Regions from separate parts of the Macaca mulatta genome. Here region 2 is linked to region 1. Evidence: chromatin contacts called from public Hi-C data. All regions are on one chromosome and are shown on one strand. Each heading gives the region's core, a stretch centred on a gene start, on an enhancer-like site or on the middle of the called end of the contact. The rest is flanking DNA. Distances are from core to core; before and after follow the strand shown. Region 1 holds the start of NOL7 (nucleolar protein 7). Region 2 holds the start of GFOD1 (Gfo/Idh/MocA-like oxidoreductase domain containing 1).

Region 1 (4,813 bases), core at 1,351-3,850:
TTTAAGCATCCACTACACACCCATGTGGATGCAGTTTTTATTTGTATGAAATACAGGGAATAGGCCCCAGCTAACCTTGGCCAGGCCCGTGGCTTTCTAAGGGCCATTCATATTTGACTGGAAACATCTGCAAGTGCACTTGACACTTACGTGAAAAGTTATTTAAATTAGAATAGTCATACCTTCTTTGACCTTTCCTGGCGATTTCTTGACACTAAGGGAAAAAAACAAAACCACTGACTGGAATGGCAGATAGCAAAGGTTACTCAAAATATGTTATATTATTTCATCTGACTTTACAAGCAAGACACTCCCTTTCATTACCAACACCCTCAATTTCTACTCAGGAGCTCTCAGTTTGGAAAGCAACAGTCACTCCCCAGTACACTGCCACCAACTCTCAATCATTGGAAGATCTTCACAATGTAAATCTGAAAGCCTATTAGCAGGCTTCCAAAGCAGCAAAATGCTATGGGCAATGGAGTTCAAGTGAAACACTTAATAACAAGTTATATAGTATTTGAAATATGAAGTGAATGGTAGTAGGCCTGCCTCATTTCATTTGGAGAAATCACAAAGGATTAATTTAATAGTGTAGGCACAGGAGACAGTGAACAATGGAGAGAGAAATGTAAATGGACAGAATACAATACACAAGCATTTGCACAGGAGAAAGGCCACACAAAAGCGGAAGTGATGGGAGGCGGGCGGGCCAATTGAAAAGGTAAAGATGACACTTGAGCTTGGTTTTAAAAGATGAAAGGGAATTTGCCACCAAATAGATTTGCTCTTATGTTTAATGTATTCAGGATCTGAGTAACTCTTGGTAGTTTTTTTTACTGAAAATTTGAGAGCCACTGGCCTAAGCAAAAAGGGGCTAAATTTCTGAATTTAAAGCCTTAAGGAGAAAGAGGATAGAAACAAAAAATACAAATATTTAGAAGGCTAAATTTAGTAGGGTTTGACCGATTCTCAAGGACGACTATACCTTTTCGCTTTAAACCATAAAACACCAAAGATGCTAAATGAAGTGGGGAACAGGGAGGAAGGTCAGGTTGGTGGTAGGTAAGGCAAGTATGGGACAAATTGAGTTTTCAGAGCCTGTGGATAAGTGCCTGCTACCCCACTAAATGATTCAAAACACTCTGTATTCACCACCACCTACTCTGCCCTAGTACAATAACAGGCAATCAACAAAATGTACTGAATGAACACAATGGGATCAGGAATTCAAAAAATGGCAAAATAAGTGAAACATAAAGTTACCTCCTCCTTTCGCACCAAATTCATATACCAAGGTAGCTTTTAAATTTGGGTTCTACAATTCCTTCAGCTATATGGAGTCAAATAAATGTACCAGTATATAATTCAAAGATGAGTGTATATAAGCAAGTAATATAAGAAGATCCATTACTTACTTAAGAGTCTGTGAAGCTGTGGTTAACTTCTCTAAAATAGTGTCTGGAAGGAGTTTTCTTTTCTTTTGGAATGAAAACGTTTAAAATTAATAAAGTCATGTACACAGTATGTCCGGAGTTGCTTCTGAAGTTACTACTTCTAAGAATGCCCTACATCTAGGCAAAGAAATGAATTAGGTTGGAAACTGCCTCCACTCCAAGTTATGGGAAGATTGGGTCCACAAAACTCCATATTCTCTGAAAGACTTGATGAAAACTGGAAAAGGTGCCCACGGTATTCCAACCCTCAGGTCACTGTTACAAACTGAAAGCCGTTAAGTAATGTCCACCTGGAGCCAGTTCTCTGTGTCGAGTGTGTACCAGACAGCAAAGCAACCATACACCAAGTCTTGTACAGCCCTTACAGTTTACAAACCACCTAATTCTCACAGCAACCTCTTATTTTCAGTTGGTGGACACTAAAGGAGACGAGTTTTTTTTTTTTTTTTGAGACAGGGTCTCTCGCTCTGTCGCCCAGCCTGGAGCGCAGTGGTGTGATCTAGGCTCAAGGCAGCCTCGACATCCCGGGCTCCGCCCACCCAGTCCCCCTAAAGTACTGCCGCGCCCGGCCCAAGCATCTTTCTACCACTGTCAGAGAAAATCTTGGTGACTTTTTCCCCACTCAATATCCTACCAACCCAAATTACATCCACCACGAGAATTATCCGCAGGCCAGGTTGTTTTAATAAGACACCTCCCCCCTATCCTCTAACCTTCTGTTCGATGAACAGCTCCTCGCGTCGCTTCCTCTTCTCCTTCAGGAGCGTTTTATCCCTGGGAGGAAGGGTGACAAGTCAGCAAAGGGAAGGACAAGCGGGACGAGAAGGGGCGGTTCTCCCCGCCCGGCCGCGGGCTCCAAACCTGCGCACGGTCTCCCGCACTCGCCGCTCCTCTTCTCTCGCTTCCGCCTGGGCGCTGGCGAAAGTCAGCTCCTCCGGGGCTTCGTCGTCAAACTCATCGTCCCCTTCCTCGTCTTCCTCCAGCGGCTCGGCGGCCGCGCCGCTGCTGGGCTGACCGAGCAACAGCCCGTGCTCCGCCTCCTCCTCCTCCGAGGCCGGCTGGCCCTCGTCCACCATCGCCTCCGCCGACGCCGGGGCGCGAGACGCGCGCGGTCGCAGCTGCACCATGTCCCACGCAGCGCTAGACCGTCTGACCTCTGACTCGGAAGTAACTGCAAGCGAAGCGCAAGCGGACTTTCATCGCCCCCTGCAGGTTGGGAGGTCCTCAGGACGGGCGGGGCGCATGCGCGAAGCCAGGAAGGGCGTGGCCTATGGGCAGTGGGTGTGTTTCTTCCACATGGCTCGCCAAGGCCGCCGTAGGGTCGGTTGGACGCCACGGAAAATGCTCTGCGGGCGAGAGCGGCTGGCAGTGGGGCTGGTTTCAAGGCAGGGAAGAGCCATTGCGCTGCCCTCCTCGGCTGGGATGGCGAGACAGGGCTGGCACGGCTCACTGTCCAGTGCTTAGAAAACCGGTAATAGCGGGTCCGAGGCGCTGCTCGCCGCAGTTTTTTGGCCCTGGGTTCCGTCAGGTGGATCCAGCTTATCAGTGTTTGTAGATTTGGCTGCGTTCGCTCCGCACTTCGGAGGAGATGGCGTTTCATGGGAAGAAATGCGCTCTAGCAGATGGCCGCCGTGGCCAGTCAGCCCTCCTGTGACGGACGAAGACGCTGGCCACAGACCTCGGCTCTAAAGAAATTTGCACAGCCCGGCGCCCTCGGCCTGCCCAGCCCCTTAGCCGCGGCGAGGCCCGTTAGGATGTGGGCCCTGTGGGAGCGATGCCCTTCCTGGTTCCTAACCCACGGCCTGGAGCAGCAGCTGGCCCGTGGCAATGCTGAGCAAATCTCCTGAAGGAATGGCTTCGCCGGTCCCTACAGAATGCACCCGAGTTTTGTCGTATATACACATACGTACTCTTTTTTTCCAAGTATATTTTATTTCTTGGCAAACATGGCCCTTTGTGATCGCCGTGTTTCTCTCCTCCCATCCATTATACAATACTAAATGATCCATCATTCTTTGAACAAATCAAGCCGTTTCACACCTGCAATGCAATTGTACCGACCGTGCTCTTCCCTCTACTGCTGCAATCCCCCAGGCAGAAGTCCTTTTCATACTTCAAAAATTCCCACCCAGGCAAACTTCAAGCACCTTACCCCCTACCCCATCCCACTCTGCCCACCTCTATCTGCTGTGGTCTGAACCCGCACAAATGTCTATGTAGTTTCTGCGCTGCGTAACAGTTTGTATGACAGTTGCTCCAGCCGTTCTGTGAACTCCCGAGGGGAAGGACCAGGTCTTGCTAGTCATTTTATTTCTAATGTCTATCATATGGCAGATGTTTAATAAATGCTAAGTTGAATAATTCTATCTCACACATATATTGTGTTTTTAATTCTCCTTTCATGTCTTCTGTTTTAGAAGCAGTTCCCAATTTAAAAACAACAAAACCAAATAGGAACAAAAATGGTAAAACTTAAGAACAACAACAAAAAAAGCTGCCGAACCAGAGGTTCATTATGAGAGGAATTGCAAAGAACAGTTTGAAATCTGTAGGCCTTAGTCTAAGATAGATTACAAATCAAAAATATAATCAGACTCCCTGAGATACTGTGCTAACACTAGGAAAATGAATACAGTTAACTTGGAGCAGCCCAGGAACAAACTTCTTATAAGCGCATGACGGTATTTTATGTGCAAAACTGCTTTATAAGTACTATAAGACTATTACAGGTATTACCAGTGCCCTCAGTGTAAACTCCTTGGCCCACCCATGTAAAGTGTAAATCGAGCCCTCAGGGTCCCTGACTAGTTCTCCAGCCACCCCATAGGCTATGAGCATCCCTCTTCCCCACAAAAAGTACCATTGGGATTTATTAAAGGTTATGCCTTGTAATGCAGTACAAAGTTTTATATGACAGTGTCTTGTTGCCTGTTTCTACAAAAGCCAAGGGTGTAACATTAAATGCAATTTTGCAAGGGGCTGAGGTGATGTGGTCCAAGTATGTAATCACTTCAGGGAGCCCACTGGATCCAAGGGACCCTGTCATGTATGACCTTCATACACTGTTGATAATGGCCATGCCTCCCAGTCAGGCCTCTGACACTTGTTGGGCAGCAGGCATTCCAAGGCCCCTAAGCACTGAGTTAGCTGGTAAAGGTTAGGGAAAAAGCTGTATTCTTGCTACTTTACTCCAAGGTAGTAAAGTGTATGGAAAATGTACCTGACGGAAATAACTTAAGCATTGCCTGAGAATGACCCTGTATGGCAGATGCATCTGACAGCAATAACTTAAGAAATGAGGTTTGCCATTGGAGGTTGCTGCGGGGAGGGTGCTGAGTGAAAGTGCTATATAAACT
Region 2 (5,113 bases), core at 2,131-4,630, 120 kb after region 1:
CCAGTAAGGACAGTGGTCCTGATAGTGATGATGGTGACTTGGACTCCCCAACCATGGTAGGGAGAGGTGGGCAGACTCTGCATGCATTCTGCAAGTGGAGCAGACAGGATTTGCTGATGGTTGACTATAAAGGATATGAAGACCAGATGATTCCAAGGCTTTTGACCAACTGGTAAACTGATGATTTTATTTGTTGAGGGAGGAATGGCTTGAGAGTAAGGTTGGAAATGAAATGTTCTGTTTTAAACCTTTAAGTTGGACTTGCTAGCAGGACGTAGTTTTGCCTTCTATGAAATGGAGATAATAATGTTTATTTACAAATTTTAATGAGAATAAAATGTGATCACTTTCTTTGATGTTATATAGATGGAAGTTCTCTTTTATTTTCTTTCTTTTTTAGAGACAAGGTCTCTCTCTGTCGCTGAGGCTGGAGTGCAGTGGCATGATCAAGGCTAGGCCCACTGCAGCCTTAAACTCCTGGGCTCAACCCCACCTCAGTCTCCCGAGTAGCTGGGACTATGGACACATAACACACCACCATGCCCAATGAATGTTTTAATTTTTAGGAAATGGGGTCTTGTTATGTTGCCCAAGGTGGTCTAGAACTTCTGGCTTAAGCGATACCCCTGGTTAGGCTTCCCCAGTCAGTGGGATTATAGGTGTGAGCCACGACTGCAGGCTTAGAAGGTCCATTTTATTCACATTCAAGCTAGGGGTAGAGTTCCCTTTAAAAGAACACAAACAAAACTCCATCTTATTAGCTAGATATTGCTGCACTGTACAAGGTTCTCTCTCATCAAGAAATGACATCGGTAGCAGACCCATTTTCTATATTTATTTATTTAACATTTATATAGAACTTACTATGTACCATGCCTTATTCTCAGGACTTTGTAAATGTTAATGAATCCAATCCTCTAAAACCCCTTGTGGTATGTACCATTATTACCCACCCATTTTACAGATGAAACTATGCTGCAGAGAAGTGATTTGCTCAAGGTCCTACAGCTAATAAATGGCAGAGCCAGAAGTCAACGCCAGTGGCTCTGGCTGTGCTCTGACCGCTACTGCACATCCTCGGCTCCCTGAGAGCCTGGCCTTCTCTGACATGTGACAAGTCTGTGATGTATCCAGTCCCTTGGGTCCGACACCACTGCCTGCTCCTGTGCCCAGATAGGCGTTCCTGCCTTGGTTCTTACAAAACCCCTGCTCAAAAGAAGCCTGTTAGTGTTGAGGTCAACACCCCCTTTGTCTCTCAGTCCTCCCCAGGCTGCTGCCAGCCACCCAGCACCGTGTCCTTTGTGCGTTTCTTCTAATGCCCTAGGTCAGCCTCCACTCCGCATTGCCACACACAGCTTTTTTGATATCCTGCTCTCTCCACGCGCGCCCCGCCTCACTGCCAGTTGTTACAAGTTGTTTTAAACGCTTGCAAGTATCACGTTTTCCACTCGTGTTGCGGCAGACATTGAGCCCAGTGCTGAAGACAGGAGATGAACATGACCTGACCCATGACCTCTCCAAAGACCTTCAGCTAGAAGACGTGCCTTTCAATTTTTAGTCCCCGCTCCCGGCATCAAATGGGTGCGAAGCGGGCATTCGATGAATATGCATTCATTTATTTAGCAAATGTTTATTGAGGGCCTACTACATACAGGCAGGCAGTGTGCCAGGTGCCAAGGATATGGTGGAAAACCAGACAGACGCAGAGTCCCCACGGCTCCAGAGGTGCGGGGCCAGCCTTGGCCAGTTCCCCTCAGTCCCCCCTCAAGGGCCTGACAAGGGTGCAGGGGGGTCGAGGTGGGGGCAAGCTGGGAGAAGTAAAGGCTGCTGGAAGTGGCGATGGCAACAGGAGCCGAAGCAAGAAGCGGGCGTGGCATCTGGCCAGGGCGACATATCCGTCTCGAAACCTAGACACGAGACGCACGCGCCGCAGCGGCCTCGGAGACCCCTGCGCCGCTGCGGCAGTCCAGACCACAGCCTCTACGCGGCGGCGGGCACGGGCCTAGGGGCAGGGGAGGTGGGAGGCAGATGGGAGCCCGCCAAGACTGGACTGTCTGGGAAGAAGGCGGCTGAACCGTGCGTGCGCGGCCGGAGCGGGGGCGCGCGATTGGAGCAGGCTAGCTTGGAAGGGGACCGGAGAAGTCTGCGGTTCCATGCCCAGACTCTGGGGCCTGGATTCCAATCGCAGGCCTGTTGCTTACATATGTCACCTTGCGCAAGTCCCTTAGCCTTCACTGGGACTCATTTACATCACTGGTAAAATGGGTTTCCAATAACCTTAGGTTGCTGCGAGGACTAAAAGGGACAATGCCTGGAAAGGCTTCAGTATGATGCTCAGCACGCAGGTAACGCTCCGGGGACCGAGGTTGTTAATACCGGCTGTTCGCACCTCGCCGGGTCCCCTCACTGCCCCCAGGCCAAGGCGCCCACTGCTCTCTTCCAAGGGACAGGCGACTAACCTATTGGGGCGCGCCCTGCCTAGATAGATTTATTTGCTTGCTTGGGGCGGGGTTTGGAGTGAAGCAGGGAGGAGAAGAAGATGGTGAGGGCAAAGAAAGGGAAGAAGCGGAGGGGCAGGAGGCGAGCGAGGCGGGGCCGGGGAGGAGCCGGGCTGGGCTCCCAGGGCCCCGGCGCAGCGCGCACCCGGAGCTGGCGGCGGCGGGGGCGGGGGCGGCGCGCGGCGGCCAATGGCGCGCGGCGCTGCGGTGAGGGCGGTGCAGGAACACCGGCCGCTGACAGCCAAACTCGCCAACTCCGCCCTCGTCCCCGCGGGATCCCGGAGCCTGAGCCGGCCTGGGGCCGAGGCCGCCCGAGCCGCGAGGCGAGCGAACATGGCAGCAAAATGAGGAGGCTGGCGCCGGGTCGTGGCAGCCGCTGCAGCGCTGCAGCTTGAGATCCCCGTCCGGCGCGCTCCGGGCCGCATCCTTAGCCGGCCTCCTGGCGGTCGCGGGATTATTTCATTCCGAGCGGAGGGCGAGGGATAAAGGAGACTCCCCAGCGGAGCGGGTCCGTGCCCAGACTCTGGGGCAGGGTGTAGACGTTTGTGTGTGCGATTCGCCGGCTGCGCAAACGACGCGGGAGAGAGACGGTCCCGGGCTGCGGCGGCGCGGCCGCGGGGATGAGCCGGCCATGGAGCGGCCTTGGCTGGGCGCACGCAGCGGACTGGCGCTGCCGCCCGAACGCCGCCTGAGCCGGGGCTCCAGGGGGCTTCGAAGCCTCCGGCGCCCTGGGGGGGTCCCTGTCGCCGACTCCGGGAAGGACGCAAGCCCCGCGTGGCGGACACTGCCGCAGTCACCGTACTGAGGCGCCCCGAGCTTGCTCCGCCTGCAGCTCGGTGCGCGCTGGGCACCCGGGCGCCTTGCCCGGTGCACGGCGGCTGGCGCACAGCGGCTAGATTGGCTGCAGGAGCCGGGTGCAGGACTAGCTGGAGGTGGGTGTGTGCGCGTGTTGGACTGGAGATCCGAGTAGAAGCAGAACCAGGCGGCTCTGAGCAGCCATGCTTCCCGGGGTGGGCGTGTTCGGCACCAGCCTCACGGCCCGTGTCATCATCCCGCTGCTAAAAGACGAGGGCTTCGCGGTGAAGGCGCTGTGGGGCCGCACGCAGGAAGAAGCGGAGGAGCTGGCCAAGGAGATGAGTGTCCCCTTCTACACTAGCCGCATTGATGAGGTGCTGCTACATCAGGACGTGGACTTGGTGTGCATTAACCTGCCGCCGCCTCTCACCAGACAGATCGCTGTCAAAACCCTAGGTGAGCGACCCCTACCCTGAATCCTCCGTCCCACACCCGCCCTTTAACCTTCCCTGGGTTCCTTCCCCGCTGCCTTTCCCTTTCCGTGTCCCAGAAGCTTACCCTGCATCTACGCTGCCCCAGGGATCTGAGATCCCAGATCCGACTCAGAGCTCCCTCCTTCCTTGTCCCGGGCCTTCCCCACCTTTGCACTTCCCTCCTGCCTCCTGGCACCACTTGGACGCGCTTCCCCACGTGTGTGGCTGGCAGGCTGGAGGAGGAGTGTGTTCCGGGGATCCGAACTAGGAAGATCAGATGCCGATATCAGGGGATGGGGTGCTCCGCAAGAAGAGGAAAGTTAGTCCTCAGCTGTGTGTGTCGTGTACGTGTGTGTGTGAGTGTGTGTGTGTGTGTGCGCGCGCGCGCCTGGGAGACGCGAGTGCGCGCCCAGAAACGCCTGAATAAAGGGCCGCACACGTGTCTCGGGGTTCTTGGGTTCGACAGAGGACCTGCCCTTCAGCAACTGTGGCGCCCTGTTGGGGTCGTTTGTTTCTTTCTACTGTGAGTTAGTTTAGCGTGACATTGGAGGTGTGACCATCGGCTGGAATTATTTCGTCTGCGCTGGAGGCAAGGATGATGGGAGTGGTTGGATGGGGGTGATGATTTAGAATGTTTTCAGAAGCGTCATAGGTTAGTAAAGACTGATTTGATAAAACCAGGGGTTTTAACTTTTGAATGCAGCCTTCCGGGAAATGTCTTCTGCCACAGTTTGGAGTAATCGATTTTAAATTTTTACGGGGATGGGCGCAGTAGCTCCAGAGGCATGGACGCTTTGCATCAGAAAAGGCCCTCGCTAATCGCCTTCAGGAATAGTTTCTGAAGGCACAGTGTTGACCCGCGGGGGCCGGAGATGAGTTCAGGGTGCCTCACCATCTGGTCCCTGCTCCCCTCAACTCCCAGGCAGTCTGAACAATCTCTGAGCACAGAGTAGCAACCTCTTAGCCCATGCTCAGGGGAAAGAGAAGGGCATGTTTTGTTCATCATCAGTTCTTACATATAACCTAAAACAATCCCAGGAAGCTTGCTTGATCTTACAATTCCAAGAAAATTAGCAGCTCACCTTTGAAAGCTGAAGTTTCTATTGGTGAGGAAAACACAAAGCTTATAACAAGAACAAAGCTTATAACCAGATGAAGCGAATAGTAGAACAGATTAGAAGGGAGGAACTGCCAAGGAACAGAGACCATCCAGAAACCAACCGGAAGTTATGTAGTCTTGGAAAGACTGTTTTATTTTTTAAAAATAGGTGTGGATTCAGGGTGGGTGAAATATATATATGTGTTTTAATTCTGCCTTCGAAGAGCTCTGAACAGAATGTAGAAACT

Evidence for each region. Hi-C and Micro-C count contacts between places; a contact is called where the count stands out from the background.
Region 2: a Hi-C map of fetal cortex germinal zone shows a contact between it and region 1, with 3 times the contacts expected there. The contact joins the promoter of GFOD1 here to the promoter of NOL7 in region 1. A contact is called at or near these places in 2 of 14 Hi-C or Micro-C datasets (fetal cortex germinal zone and liver).

The regions. Positions count from the first base shown.
Region 1 is chr4:169,500,639-169,505,451 of T2T-MMU8v2.0, forward strand. NOL7 (nucleolar protein 7) reads right to left here and starts at 2,601. Exons shown (of 8, transcript NM_001261675.1): 1 at 2,319-2,601; 2 at 2,171-2,231; 3 at 1,419-1,480; 4 at 183-214. The coding sequence starts at 2,584.
Region 2 is chr4:169,622,700-169,627,812 of T2T-MMU8v2.0, forward strand. It overlaps GFOD1 (Gfo/Idh/MocA-like oxidoreductase domain containing 1), which reads left to right and starts at 3,381. Exons shown (of 2, transcript NM_001266214.1): 1 at 3,381-3,749. The coding sequence starts at 3,497.